2 separate regions of the Oryctolagus cuniculus genome follow, and region 2 is linked to region 1. Evidence: chromatin contacts called from public Micro-C data. All regions are on one chromosome and are shown on one strand. Each heading gives the region's core, a stretch centred on a gene start, on an enhancer-like site or on the middle of the called end of the contact. The rest is flanking DNA. Distances are from core to core; before and after follow the strand shown. Region 1 holds the start of TMEM9B (TMEM9 domain family member B). Region 2 holds the start of TRIM66 (tripartite motif containing 66).

Region 1 (4,630 bases), core at 1,250-3,749:
CACTGACCAAAAGAGTTGGGCCAGAGTCCTGTAAAAGGGATGAAGTGTCGGAGGCACCTAGCTCCAACCAGAAAGGAAGTACATACGGGAAGTAGTTCCATTCTAGCTGAGATCAGTTTGGTCTGTGCTTCCCAGGGAACCAGCTGACAGCACAAGTTCTAAGAAAAAGTTTTAAAGAGAGAGAAGAAGAGCGACCAAGCATCTGTGTAGAGAAAGAGTAGCGGACTCTTCCTCAGCAAAGGGAAATCTATTATCCCCTGAGCACTGGGCCCCGGCACCCACAATCCACCTGGCAGAGCTGTTCATAAACGTATTCAGCGACTGCTTGTTGGTAAGCATCTGCTCTGTGCAGAACTTGTTGTGTTCAATGAGGTGGGCTCAGATGAGCACAAGCCAGGGTTCCTGCCCATAACAAGGACACATAAATACACGGTCGCCATACGTTACATAAAGCGATGGGGGAGCTATGCGGAGGGTGCCAGGAGACTTGCTGCTGTTGCTGCTTCTAGTGGGAGGTGGGAAAGCTTTCAGAGTCCCTGATCACAAACATCTGCTACCTGTCATTTCCTTTTTCCAGTCCCTATAGATGAAAGCTTTTTTTTTTTTTTTTTTTTTTTTTTTTTGCCCAAAACTGCAATGTCATTTTGTTTTCCCACCACGCTAGTGTGAATCCCTTCTGTTTCCCCCGATAATGGGTAGCTCAGTAAAGAGTGTGGGGCCAGGGCAGGTCCGGGGAGCAGGGGCACCCAGCAGCATGGGGGTACTAGATGGGCGGAGAAACGCAACCAGGGAGATCACCTCACCTCTTCCGCAGTCTGGGTCCTCTTTTACCCACTAAAGTATCAGGCAGTCAAGAAAAGGCAGAAAAGCAGCCAAGAGGTCCCGAGGGGGTTGGGTGAGCCTAGGAAGTGAGCGATCCTATCGGGAGGGGAGGTTGCCAGGAGGGGCAAGTTTCCACCCGGGAAGGGAATGTGTTCGGGGGTGAGATGACACGAGTTAGTCTAATGAGGAGGACTGCTGGGAGATGGGGGGCTCCCTCGGTCCTTGCCTTGGGGAATGGGGGCGGGAGGAGGAGGTGGTCAGAGCTTCAGGGTGGAGAACGGAAGGCCCTCTGAGTTGCAAAGGCTGGGACGGGTGAGGTGGGTGCTGTCGGGGCTGAGAAGGGAAGTGACGAAGGAGCTGCTGTCCAGGCTGCGGGCACGGGCTGGGCTGCACTGGGCTGGGCGCGGGGGCGGCCGGGCTGCCCGGGCTCAGGGCGAGCGAGCTCCCAGGCAGCCGGCAGGGTGCGGTGTTGCGGGGGCTGAAGCCAGGGGTCCAGCTGTCAGGGTCGGAGAGGAACCCACTGGCGGCGAGCAGGTCGGCAGAGGCAGCTTCCGCAAGGCCGGAGCAGGGGAGGAGCTCCTGTCAGAGCGAAGGCTGGGCGGGACTCACCTTGGCGGCGTCTGACAGCTGCACCAGGAGCAGCACGGAGAGCGCCAGGCAGGACAGGCTGAGCATGGAGCCGAGACGAAGGAGGCCGCCCCACAGGGTCGCCATCGCTGCCAGGCCCAGCCGTCCCCACAGCCCGGAGCCCCCGAGACCGGCTCCCGGCTCGGGCTCACGCTGGGGATCCGGCTCCGGCTCCGGCTCCGCCGCCCACACTTCCGTCTGGGCCTTGGCGTCACCGGCCGCGCCGGGTCAGCAGCAAAAAGCATCCGCCCCGGAAACGGTTCCGTGTGCGGAGGGTCCGGAGGCTGCGCGGTCCCGGCGCTCGGCCCGGCCCACGCGTGGCCCCCGGACAGAGTAGGGCTGTTCTGGGGTGACAGCCTGGGCTCTGCGGAAGCCAGTGCCAGCTCCGGCTGTCAGATGCAGCCCATGCAAGGCCTGAGCCGTTTGTTTCAGATCCCGGCGGCCCGGATGTGCCAGGCCCCTGGAATGGCAGGCAGGGTGGCCCAGTCCGTGGAGACGGGGCCGGGACTAGCCGAGCCATCTGTTTTCGCATAAACCCACCCCCGGTCAGGGGGTCGGGGGTCTTCCCCATCACTTTAGGTGCTGACCTGCAGCCCGCGCGCCGACCGGACACAGCTCCCTGCCCGGCTTGGCTTCCTGCAGTCGCAGTGTGCCGCCTTCAGGTGCGGCTCTCCGCCGGCCTCCGGATGGACACTGGCCGCCTTGGTCCTGGCGGCAGCTGGAAAGGAGGCCGCAGCGGCGATGCTGGGCTGGCCCAGGCCGGGCTCCGGACGGTGTGAAGTTGGCGAAAGAACCGCCAGCAGTATCCTCCTCCCCGACCTCCAGGAGGTGGGGACAAGTGTGTTCGCGGCGGCTGACCCCGTCTGCCCAGCGCGGGTCGTCCTCCGCGGGTGCATTAGGGGCACCCTGGCGATGGCACAGTGTCTTCCACTAAAATATTTGTTGTAGTTAGTGGAGACCGTGAAGTCGGCGGGTAGAATACAGGGTTCGTCAAAACTGTTAGGGTTTTGCTGAACGATCTTGGGCAAATCACACGCCCTTCTCTGTGCCTCTCTGGATTTCAAGAACTCAGACGGAATACTTGCGCTTCCTTCTCTAAACAGATTGTAAAAGTTATCTTTTCCTAGATTGTGTAAATGTTTTCATTAACAGAATTTTCTTTTTCTTTTTTCTTTTTTTTTTTTTTTGGACAGGCAGAGTGGACAGTGAGAGAGAGAGACAGAGAGAAAGGTCTTCCTTTGCCATTGGCTCACCCTCCAATGGCCGCCACGGCCGGGGCACAGCGCTGACCCGATGGCAGGAGCCAGGAGCCAGGTGCTTTTCCTGGTCTCCCATGGGGTGCAGGGCCCAAGCACTTGGGCCATCCTCCACTGCACTCCCTGGCCACAGCAGAGAGCTGGCCTGGAAGAGGGGCAACCGGGACAGAATCCGGTGCCCCGACCGGGACTAGAACCCGGTGTGCCGGCGCCGCAAGGCGGAGGATTAGCCTAGTGAGCTGCGGTGCCGGCCCATTAACAGAATTTTATACATTTTTTTTTCTCCCACATGATTCCTATGGAAGCCAGGCTAGAATTAACGCAAGAGTGTCTGATATTGCATCAGATATATTTAGCTCCTTTCAGTCCTAAATACCCATCCCCAAACAGGACCAGTTCAGTGCTGGCTGTCCTGTCACCAGGCTGCCCTGGGAAGATGCTGTCACTGGTGAATTTTGACGTCAATGGGTGTTCTGCTGACCCACAACAATCAAGACACACCCTGGGTCAAACTTACACACCCTGAATCAGCTTACACAACCAGTGAGGCACCTCGGATCTGATTGTATAAGCTTATTCAGAAGCAAGTTTGGGATTATTTTAGGGTTGTTTAGGTCTGGCGTCTAAAGAGAATGCTCATGCTTTGGCTGAAACCTCATAGCTGTCTCCTGAACTGTTTTCATGGCCTTGACTGGGGTGCAGAGGCTTAGAGGAAATACACTGTAACACTGGAAGTACACTGTCCAGTACAGTAGCCACTAGCTACATGTAGCGACTGAACATTTGAGACAAGCTGTAAGTATAAAATATACACTGGGTTTCAAAGATTTAGCATTAAAAACCAAATAGAACATCTCAGATTTTAAGATATTAATATGGTTAGATATTTTGTACTGGGCTAAATATGTTAATTTCACCTGCTTTTTTACTAAAGTGTGGTTACCAGAATATTTTCTATTTATATTAGACAATGCCATTCTAGAATAGAGACTGATGTTGCCGTGAGTAGACTATGACTGGAAGGATGGGTACCTGACTGGAGCCTAAATGAAGGTTCAAGGTTGTGGCCAAGGTAAGGAGAGGAGTCACAGGAACTGATCTAGCAAGAACACAGGGCTTGGAGAGGCAGCTGTCTGCCAAAACTGGAATACAACTTCCGGTGACTTTGTAGAAGCGGTGGGGCTAGTTCCGTTTGTTCTGCCCTGCCCATATCTGGGCAACTCTTACTTTCCTTTAGGTCAGGGGTCTGCTGAACCACACAGCCTGTCCTAAGTGCACTCCTTTCTGTGTTTGTGCCCATCTCTTTCCTAACTTACCCCATTACAGTAAAATTATGTTTTCTTATCTGCCTTTATACTCCCAACCTCCACCAAAATATTGTGCGCTTGGTGAGATGGGGACCTTGTCTTATTATCTTTGCACATGGGTACTGAGATCAAGATGATAACGCCTGGGACCGGCGCTGTGGCGTAGTAAGTTAAGCATCCACCTGCAGCACCAGCATCCCTTATGGGCACCGGTTCCACTATGATGCAGCTCTCTGCTATGGCCTGCGAAAGCAGTAGAAGATGACTCAAGTCCTGGGGCCCCTGCACCCATGTAGGAGACATGGAAGAAGCTCCTGGCCCAGCTCCGGCTGTTGCAGCCATTTGGGGAGTGAATCAGCAGATGGAAGACCTCTCTATCTCTCCCTCTCTATGTCTGTAACTCTGCCTCTCAAGTAAATAATAAATCTTTTTTAAAAAATGATAAATGCTTACAGGGATCAGAGAAAGGAAAAAGGAGAATGGGAAAGGTTCCTCTGGCCAAAGAAAAGTATCAGGTACCTATAGCTACTTGAATCCTTACTCAGTTCTGCTGAGACGCCCAAAGAGATGCAAATGGTAGGATCTGGGGCCACCATAGTAGGCAAGGGAGGAAAGATT
Region 2 (4,630 bases), core at 988-3,487, 280 kb before region 1:
TTCAACAATTATTTAAGAGGAACTCCAGCCCACAGCAACCCCGGAGCGCTCAAGGAATGTGATCTGGTAAGGAAGACCAGTGTAGCTCCCTAAGGATCTAAGAGCTGCGTATTAAGCGGCTTAGTGAGAAACCAAGGCCGAAGGATCAGAGAAGTTTCAGGGAAGATGCCTGCATCGGGCCTGGGTTGGGCAGTGGCTCTCTGTACAGAGGAGGGGGTCACAGCACGTCAAGTCGGGTTGGGAGAAAACGTAACATGGCTTAAAAAGTACTGAGACGGGGCCCCTGAAGCACAGCACAGTTTCAACTACAAGGAGAGCGCATGGCCAAAGGAGACAGGGGTGTGCGCGAGGGCGTCCCCGAGGCGGCAGAGGCAGAGTGTCTCGCGCCTCCTCACCATGGCCCCGAGACAACCAACCAATGTTACCAGGCCCGAACAGAACACTAAGAGCAGGGGAGACAGGAGGGACCGCTCCACGCAGAGGCATCTGGTGAGGAGCGGAGGCACACGGAGGCCCTCCGGCTCTGCCCAGGCGGCTCCTGGGCCAAGGTGGCTCCCGGGCCACTTAGGTCGCGGTGGCGTGCGCCAAAGCGCCCCGACGCCCCACATTTTCAACAGCTCTCACCCGAGAGCCTGCTACAACCGGCAGCACAAAGGAAAGCAGGAAGAGGAAGCAGTCACCCGCCCGCGAAACCCGCGAGACCGAAAAGGCCCCGCCCCGCCTCCTCCCTGGCCGGACGTGAGGCGCTTGGCCCCGCCCCGTGCTCGTTACCTCGCGAGATTTCGCGCAGGCCTCCCTCTTTCGTCTCGGCAGCCGACATGGTAGGTGGGCCCTTTCTTGCCTCCGCTTCCTTGCCGGCCGGGGTTTCGCGCTCTTCTCCCATCGCTCCGCGGCCACCTACTCCGGACGTTGGCCAAGTTCTCCTGGCTGCGTATGGTCGGCCGGAGAGCAGGATGGCGGGCGTGAGCCTGAGGCGGAGCTGGGAGCCTGGGGCCGCGTGTCCGGCCAGGGGCTCGAGTCTCGAGCTGCTGCACGCGGGCCGGGGTGCGGCCCCGGGCAAGACTGCAACTTCAGCTTTGCCGAACTTGCTAGAGAGCAGGCCCTTGTCCCCCCAGGCCTGCCGCCCTCTCAGGGTGCCAGGCACTGGCCCCCGCTCTCTTTCCTTCGGCCTTACCACCGGGATCTTTTTCCCACACAGCCATCCAGACTGAGGAAGACCCGGAAACTGCGCGGCCACGTGAGCCACGGCCACGGCCGCATCGGTAAGTACCGGCTTCCCCTGCTGATCGGCCTCGGCGCGCGCTTTTCGAGTGGGATAGGTAGCTTTAGAAGTCGAGTTGTACGGACCAGCCGGGCTCCCTTCCCCCAAGGTCTCCTAGTAATCCGGTTTTAGAGAATTTAGTATCGGTAAGGAATAGGAATGAGCGGGGCGCAGTCCGGAGTCAGTTGCAGACGTGGACTGTTGGGGGAGTGCTGTGGTTGGGATGCTGAAAAGGAAGGGAACGCGCAGTCCTGAAGGAGCAACAAAGAGGGCCTGTGGGCTGGGAGCAGCGGCGTGGAGTGTGGGGAAATGTTCTGTGTCTGCGGGTCTGGGGGAGGCTGGGTTGGCCAGGTAGCTTTGTGCTTTTGCAGGCAAGCACCGGAAGCACCCAGGAGGCCGAGGTAATGCGGGTGGCATGCATCACCACAGGATCAACTTTGATAAATAGTAAGTGTTCATAGGCCGTGCTTTCCCTGACTCGGAAGTGTCGGGCCGGGCGGGACTGGCAGTAAGGAAGCAGGCATCCATAGCTCACAAACCGAGGTAGCTGGGGAAAGCGAGAACCGGTCATCGAGGCTAGAGTCACGCTTGGGTATTGGCTGTTGCCTTAGTGTGCTAGAGTCCTCGAAGAGTAACTGCTGACCTTATTCACTGGCTGTGGGCCTCATGGCACAGTCAGTCACCAGGTTAGTGACATACTTCAGATCGACCTCTGCAACTGTTCGGTCCCCTTGTGCTTAGTGTTTTCACATTCTCCCGTGGAATGCTGTTGTGGGCCTCAGTGACTTTGTGCTCCATGAAAATAAGGCTAGCCTTTTCCACTTGATATTTAATTCAGCAACTGTATAAACTGTATAAAGCCAGTCACTCCACCAGTGAACAGTTTGACAGTGTAGTGGGGGAAGGTAAGAAAGATGATCCAGATTAACTTCTTACCTGCAGCGCGCTTATAAAGGTGGTGCTTTCTCTTCCCAGTCACCCAGGTTACTTTGGGAAAGTTGGCATGAGGCATTACCACTTAAAGAGGAACCAGAGCTTCTGCCCAACTGTCAACCTTGATAAGCTGTGGACATTGGTCAGTGAGCAGACACGGGTAAATGCTGCCAAGAACAAGACTGGAGCTGCTCCTATCATTGATGTGGTGCGGTCGGTGAGTGAATTGGATCCTTCTTACTGCTCGTGTGTAGTTCTACCTCCCATGCACAAGGCACTCTGGCTTAATCTTACTAGGTCTCCCACCTGAAAATCTAAACCTATACTTAATTTCCAGTTACCTACTAGATAAATTCAACCTTCTGGTGGAACTGCCATGGTTAATTATGACCAAATGGAAGGCCCAGCTATATTAGTTAAGACCTCCCCAAACAGGCACTGGTGTGCCATTGGGGAGCTGTGGTCCTTGTAAGTAGGGAGGCAGAGGCTGAGTGTCTTCACAGCCTCTACTGTCTGTTGAGCAACTTTGGTGGTCAAGACTTGGAACATATTCGGAATGTGATTTTGTTGCTGTTTATTGGTAATAATTGGCCAGCAAAGGGAGGTTTGTGTCTTGCCGAGACTAGAGTCACATCCCGACACAACCCTTGTCCTGGTGTGCTAGCGTCCTCGGAGAGAATCTGCTGGTCTTGATTCACTGGTGGGGCAGCCAGTGCCCGCGTTAGTGCCCAGATCAGAAACATGCCTCCCTGGTCCTGGGAAGGGTGGGTTCAGGGGCATCTTACTTGAGCGCATCAGGAGTTGGCGCCCGCTGTGCAATACTCTAAACCTTCTTCTCTTCCTGCAGGGCTATTACAAAGTTCTGGGAAAGGGAAAGCTCCCAAAGCAGCCTGTCATCGTGAAGGCCAAATTCTTCAGCAGAAGAGCTGAGGAGAAGATTAAGGGCGTGGGGGGAGCCTGTGTCCTGGTGGCTTGAAGCCACGGTTCATTAAATGCTAGCAAATGCTTTTCCCTGGTGGTCTGAATGTAGGTTCTTTGACTTCACATCCCTGTCCCTGCCGGAACCCACCTTACAGCATCCAGGCATTCGAGGTATGCAGAGCCTGGGTTACTGCTAACCCACCTCAGTGCTACCAACAGCACTTACAGGCACTGTGGTTAAACTTTTTCATTTGTGAAGTGAAACTGATAATCTACCCTAATTGAAAAGTAAGCATTGTGACTCAGTTTCAAGGGTTACTTAGGAGAGGGAGAGGTATCTTCCCTTTTTTTTTTTTGAAAGATTTATTTATTTGAAAGTCAAGAGTTACACACACACAGAAAGAGGAGAGGCAGAGAAAGAGAAGTCTTCCATTGGCTGGTTCACTCCTCAAATGGCTGCAGCGGCTGGAGCTGTGACGATCCGAAGCCAGGGTCTCCCACGCGGACGCAGGGGCCCAAGGACGTGGGCCATCCCTACTGCTTTCCCAGGGCATAGCAGAGAGCTGGAACAGAACAGGAGCAGCCAGGACTCCAACTGGCGCCCATATGGGATGCCAGTGCTTCAGGCCAGGGCGTTAACCCACAGTGCTGGCCCCAAGGTATCTTCCATTCACTGGGTCACTCCCAAATGGTTGCTGTGTCCAGGGCTAGCCCAGGCTTAAGGTCGTGAGCCCAGAACAACCCATCATCCACTGCTTTCCCAGGCACATTAGTAGGGAGCTGGGTTGGGTCAAGAATCCAAACAGGACTCCTTTGTGCTCTTTTTAAGTAGATTTTATTTATTTGATAGGTAGAGACAGGGAGAGAGAAAGTCTTCCATCCACTTATTCACTCGCAAATAGCCACAAGAGCTGGGCTGATCCACAACCAAGGCCTCTTCAGGTCCCCCATGCAGGTGCAGGGGCCCGAGCACTTGGGCCATACTCTGCTGCTTTCCCAAGCCACAGCAGAGAGCTGGATCTGAAGAGCAGCAGCCAGTGCTGCAGATGGAGGCTTAGCCCACTATGCCACAGCACCAGCCCCACGTAAGACTGCTCCTCAAGTGTCTAGTGGCCAGGCCCGAGCCAAATTCAGGCATTGGGAAGCTAATTTGGGTTTCTTTTATGTGGTTGGTAAGATCCTGCTACTTGAGCCACAGTTACCTGTTGCCTCCAAGGGTGAGCATTAGCAGGAAGCTGGAATCAGGACTTCAACCCAATATAGATGAGCATATAGTACCCCCTGAGCCAAGCGCCAGCTCCAGGGCTTTTTATGTCAAAGTGGCTTGGATTTCAGAAGATAGTCCTATCTCAGAAAACTGGGAAATCCTTGTCTTTGGGAATCTGGTTTTCTTAGGTTTACTATCTGCTGTATTAAAGACCATGGTGACGTCTGACCAGTGCATGGAATTTCAACATGAATTATAATTTGTGGTTTTAACAGTTCTTCCTGAGTTTGTGTTTTTTCTTTGGCCTG

Evidence for each region. A called contact is a pair of places that touch in the nucleus more often than the background predicts.
Region 2: a contact with region 1 is called in a Micro-C map of ear pinna, with 4 times the contacts expected there. The contact joins the promoter of TRIM66 here to the promoter of TMEM9B in region 1. A contact is called at or near these places in 4 of 6 Hi-C or Micro-C datasets (ear pinna, embryonic fibroblasts, skin fibroblasts and 1 more).

What each region holds. Positions count from the first base shown.
Region 1 is chr1:57,246,995-57,251,624 of mOryCun1.1, reverse strand. TMEM9B (TMEM9 domain family member B) reads right to left here and starts at 2,499. Exons shown (of 5, transcript XM_051824518.2): 1 at 2,037-2,499. The coding sequence starts at 2,345.
Region 2 is chr1:57,524,808-57,529,437 of mOryCun1.1, reverse strand. TRIM66 (tripartite motif containing 66) reads right to left here and starts at 2,237. Exons shown (of 21, transcript XM_070073681.1): 1 at 772-2,237. RPL27A (ribosomal protein L27a) reads left to right here. Exons shown (of 5, transcript XM_008265732.4): 2 at 1,199-1,262; 3 at 1,633-1,708; 4 at 2,237-2,411; 5 at 3,042-3,211. The coding sequence ends at 3,170. LOC127485179 (small nucleolar RNA SNORA3/SNORA45 family) reads left to right here and starts at 2,810; the gene lies at 2,810-2,939. It overlaps LOC127485178 (small nucleolar RNA SNORA3/SNORA45 family), which reads left to right and starts at 1,831; the gene lies at 1,831-1,960.